Regions from separate parts of the Triticum aestivum genome. Here region 1 is linked to region 2. Evidence: chromatin contacts called from public Hi-C data. All regions are on one chromosome and are shown on one strand. The core of a region is the stretch at or near the end of the contact, and the rest is flanking DNA. Distances in the headings are between cores, read along the strand shown.

The links. A called contact is a pair of places that touch in the nucleus more often than the background predicts.
Region 1: a Hi-C map of leaf shows a contact between it and region 2, with 3 times the contacts expected there. The contact joins the promoter of LOC123055129 here to the promoter of LOC123055126 in region 2. A contact is called at or near these places in 3 of 5 Hi-C or Micro-C datasets (all in leaf) and 1 of 1 datasets of contacts at active chromatin or transcription factors (leaf).

The regions. Positions count from the first base shown.
Region 1 is chr2D:627,742,321-627,745,020 of IWGSC CS RefSeq v2.1, forward strand. LOC123055129 (probable adenylate kinase 6, chloroplastic) reads left to right here and starts at 1,429. Exons shown (of 4, transcript XM_044479069.1): 1 at 1,429-1,982; 2 at 2,694-2,700. The coding sequence starts at 1,665.
Region 2 is chr2D:627,514,799-627,517,498 of IWGSC CS RefSeq v2.1, forward strand. LOC123055126 (protein DJ-1 homolog D) reads left to right here and starts at 1,255. Exons shown (of 5, transcript XM_044479065.1): 1 at 1,255-1,474; 2 at 1,607-1,723. The coding sequence starts at 1,421. It overlaps LOC123055125 (zinc finger CCCH domain-containing protein 32), which reads left to right. Exons shown (of 3, transcript XM_044479063.1): 3 at 1-283.

The DNA.
Region 1 (2,700 bases), core at 179-2,678, 230 kb after region 2:
ATGTCGGAGAAAGCACAACCACCATCATAAGGAAGCAAGCCTACCATATGAAGGAAGCCTGACCACCATTGGAAGGAAACACCATTACTATTGCCATCGGCAGGAAGCACAACCACCATTGAAAGGAAGCCCAACGACCACAAGCAGAGATGCCATCAGCCCATCACTGGATCATATGCCTAGATGACTAGACTGGATATGATTTCTTTTTGTTATATGGAAGCAAATTGGAATTGCTTTCAGATGTGCATTCAAATATCTTTGGAAGCAAAAATATTCCAATTTGTTTAAGCCAACAGAACTGTTATAGGAGTAGAAAAGGATTCTGTTTGGGTTGGGGGGCCACGGCCCCCTCGGCCATAACGTAGCTCCGCCGTTGCTCATCAATATACTCGTGCATCGGAAGCACTGAAGGAAGCAGCGATGATGGGATGAAACTACCCGACGTGATTTACGGGATTATATTTGTTGACAGAAAATAAATCGTATTTAATGCTAAATCTTTGCATGCGGACTAATCATACTCCTAGTTAATTCTAAACCTCCGCATGCAAACTAACTACCGACCGATCTGACGCTACAAAAAAATCAATCCAACTCCCATATAATATAACGTTAGGGATCAGTAGTCTGATTCCCATATAATATATACCTTTCTCTTGAGTTGCTTAGAATGAAAACCAAAGTTCAATCTCTTTGGTTTGTTGGGTTCAAAAAACACAGAAATTATTTAAAAAAGGCACTTGAACTAATACGAAATGACATTTGGAATCATATAGGAACCGAGAACACAACTATGAGTAATGGAAAAAAAATGGTTGTCACAAATGTCAGACACTTATGCATGAACACCGTGGTTTGCTTTATCTATGAAGCAGGTTGAAAGCCTGTTTCGTGATCATAAACACAATGGAATTTATTTTTACAGCCACATGCAAATTAGCCATAAGATTTTTTTTTACAACCACATGCAAAGAAAAAAAAGGTAAATCATATAGTTTTCAAACTTAAAAGCCAAACAAAGTCGTGCCGAAAAAAGCTGGTACAACAGAGTCTGTCGAAATTCTTGTAAAATTGATTTGAACCAAAGCGGCCATGAGATTAATTGTATCCATCTACTATCTTGTTTGTCATTGACTAATCTTCGAGAATAGACGCATTTGCGTGCTTGAAAGTTGCCTGATTTCTTTCTTTCTTTGCCCTCTTTGAACACGATTGCATGAAGCTTTGGTTGCGTGGTTTGGTTGGAGGTCGGTTGGTTGGTTGTTGGCCGCGTCGTATGCGCCGACCGCGACCGCAGCTTCCGACGGACGGACGGACGGGTGGAAGAGAAGTGCACGCCAGCATGCGCGCGGTGACGTCGCCGCCCGCCGCTCCGGCGTATCGAGGCCGACGGCGACGCGTCCGGCGCCACAGACCGTCCGACGTGTCGCGCGGAACCTACCGGGATATTCCCGGGAGAAATTTCTTTCCTATTTCGCGCACGTGAGCCCACCGCCGCTCGGATCGCCGCGGGGCCCGCCACGTGTTAGGCGCCCCCGAGCTGGCCACCACCCGGCGACCCCGTCGTCGTCTCGGACTCGGCTCGAACGCGAGGCAGCACTGCAGCAGGGCGAGAAAAAAAGGGCGACCGGCGGAAAATATCTGCGGGCCGGCGTTGCGAGATGTCGTCGGCGATGTCCCGCGCGATCCGGGCCTGCGCGGCCGGCGCCGCGGCGTCGAGGAGGGGCCTGGCGTCCGTGGAGGCGATGGGGGCGGCCAAGGGGGCGCCGCCCGCGGCGGGGCGATGGGCCGGGCGCGGGCGCGGCGGCCCGGGCCCCATGGAGGACGGAGCACGCGTGCAGTGGGTGTTCCTGGGATGCCCCGGGGTCGGCAAGGGCACCTACGCCGGCCGCCTCTCGCGGCTCCTCGGCGTGCCCCACATAGCCACCGGCGACCTCGTCCGCGACGAGCTCGCCTCCTCAGGCCCCCTCTCCAAGCAGGTATTTCAGTTCCTCGCGCTCAATCCCGCGTGGTGATTTTCGGACAAGAATTGATAGCTAGACAGTAGAGATCCCCTCTGATGTTGACGGAAGGGAGCCTAAGGATAATTTCACCTGCAAGTGTTCCCCTGCATCAGCTACCAAATCAGCAACAATCATGGTGCTCTTTTAGTGCTGAAAGAGGGCTTTAATTTGTACTATGAGAGTAGACCAATCCGACGGTATATACTGACTAACTGTTTTACTTGCTGTCGGTTCGTTGCAACCAAGCCGAATTAGTTAGCTTAATATAGAACAAGTTCTTGAAACAAATACTAAGGTTAACTCAGTCTGAAAACACTCACAAGATTGTCAAGTCTGTAAGATAATCCATTAGAGCTGGTTATGAAGCCTGAGTGCAAGGATGCGCAACTTGCTCGGTCGATGGTTGCAGCTTAGGATAGATTGTTTGAACCCTTTTATGACTGTTTAGTTTTGTGCCGCTACACTTCCAATAGCAGAGGCATGAATGAATGATTGATAGACAAGGCCCAAATAAGACTAACTTGTAGGTTGTGTACAGTTTCAGAATAACAATGTTGATTTTGATTCTTGTCAAAAATATGGAACTTGATTCTAGCAAGGGAAGCCAAATCAGCATAACACCAACTAGTTCAACTCTGTTTTACCACTTCCACTTTATTGATTGTCTTATGTCTGCTTTGTTTCCAGCTTTCGG
Region 2 (2,700 bases), core at 5-2,504:
TTTCCCCTCTAGTGATTGATCCTCTTGGATGAATTCTTGTGGCGCTCCATGTTCCTGCTTCAAGTTGATAGCGCCAAAAAGGCCTGGTCTTTCCCGGGGCTTATGAGCGATAACTGATATTATATAAGTATAGGTCAGGCATTGAGCGAGGTAGATGATGATGATTGGATAAACGAGAAAGTAATCTTTACGTGTAAAAACAGCTGCTGCACTTTGTTGAGCGTATCCCTGGAACTCTGTATTGTATTAGTTTCATTACTAACATGATGATACCCCATTGATATTTTTGTGCCTGAGATGGATAATATAACACCCCCCTCCAACTTGGAGGGCATCTTTCCTTTTCTACACAGAAGAAAAAGCTTTCATTCTTTGCCTGGATGCAGTGTGTGGATATATTTGATTGTGAAATCATTTTGTTTCATCAGTTGATTTGTGACAGTGTGGGATTACCCGCTGATCATGTTTCTGTGATGAGCACATCTATCTGAATAAGTACCTGCTCTCCATTCTTTGAGCTTATAACTGGATCTGGATCTGGGTGGGGATCAGTGGTGCTGTTGGTTGTAGTACTAGTTTTTCCATCCATGACTATCTGTCTGCAGTTAGCAGTCAACTGAGTATGATTCCTGATCTTGTGCGATGCCAAATGATCCAATCGGGACACAACTTGAGTATAATGTAGGTGATGGAATCATGAGTTTTGGCTATTTTTGCACTGGCCATGGGCAAACCAGCAACTTGGAAGGCATGACAGTACACAAATAATTTGCTATAATCCGACCTCGCTAGCCACGAGATTGTTAGTGTATTAGGCCAATCTGAGGAGCTCACATGCTGCTGCCCTGGCAGATCTTGCTGATCATGTGCTCGCACGTTAAGCATGTAGCAGTATATTATACTACCTCTGTCCCGAATTAGTTGTCTTAGACAGTGTTAGATACTCCCTCCGTTTCAAAATTCTTGTCTTAAATTGATCTAGATACGGATGTACCTAATGCTAAAACGTGACTTAATACATCCGTATTTAGACAAATCTAAGACAAGATTTTTGGGACGGAGGGAGTACATCTGTTCGAATGTCAAATGGTGGTAACATGAGATAGTTTCTGGATAGTGAAAATATGCAGACGTTGGATCAAAATATACACTTTGTAGTTCCAGAGAGAGGAATACTAATGCATTTTCTCTAAAAAAGGAAAATGCATAAAAAAGAAAAAAAAAACAATTTTTATGATGGAACGGAGGCTCTTCTGGATGACTCTCTCGTGGCATATAGCGCCGGCCGCTCGCTCCGTCCCGTCCCGAGGAGAGGCTTCCAGAGTCCAGTCCAGTCCAGGCTTGGTTGCACTTGCAGGGAGCTCGGCGAAATCCGGAGCGTCTCGCGTGTGTGCACCTTTGGGAGGCGAGGACAGCCGCCATGGCCGCCAAGAGGGTGCTCCTGCTCTGCGGGGACTACATGGAGGACTACGAGGTCTCCATCTTATCCTCCTCCTCATCCACATCGCCCCCCTCCCCTGTGCTACAATCAATTGATTCCCCTTCCACTTCGATTGCTGCCAACTGATTCCGGTCGGTTTCTTTCCTGGGTCCATGGACGGATCAGGCCATGGTCCCGTTCCAGTCGCTGCAGGCGTACGGCGTGACCGTCGACGCCGTCTGCCCCGGCAAGAAGGCCGGCGACGCCTGCCCCACCGCCGTCCACAAGCCCATCGGCCACCAGGTGCGTCCTTGGATCAGTTTCCCCCGTCTGCTGTTTCTGTGTAGTTGGTACTGTATGTTCAAGTGGATAGGGTTTGGCCGGGTTGTGGTAGTGAGAAGAGCAGGACATATTTAGCACGGCCAGTTAGTTTGAGAGATGCATTCTTATGCAACACGAATTCCTTTTGTGAAGTGCACACGAGCTGACGACTAATCTCTAAGAAGAAATTCTCCAAGTCAGCCTGTGTTCTGTAAGAAGGAAACCCCTGTGGTAACTGTCTGTAAGAGGCCAGCATCGTTTGAACAGAGAAAATGATGTAACACTGCATAATTCATTACTCTACACAACATTCCCAGCTTATCCAGATGCCATGTTCACATTTACTGGATGGTTGTACAAACTTGAGCATCCCCTCTGCATTTAATGCTATGTAATTGGATGGCTGTACAAATTTGTTCAGGGTTTTAGGGTCTCGGTCTCATAATTAAGTCGATATGTCTGAAACAAAATCGTACAGGTCATACAGTACAGTACAATGCAACATTGAGGGCGTAGGGTAATGGCACTTACATGCAGTTGTGTTGTAGATGTACTGAAATGAGGGCATATGTATGATGTAGGTATACTGAACCAACAATGACACCTTAATATTATGGACTAGATGAGTGACAGCAGCTGTTCGCAGTTGGTAGTTTGTGCATTTTTGAATATGCGAGCATGATTGGTTAGTGTTCAAGTAAATAGTCTATCAAATACTCCCTCCGTCCCATAATATAAGAGCGTTGTTTACACTACACTAGTGTCAAGAACGCTGTTATATTATGGGACGGAGGGAGTAGTTGTCAGATCTTCTTTTCGTTCAGTACTTGTTGAGGCTGTCATAATTTTCTTTTACTCGAAATTCTGCTTGGATTTTCTAATTATGCATGTACCTAGATTAATGCTTAAAACTAAAGTTGGTCATTGGATCTTTTCTGTTTAGGCAAATTTTAAATATT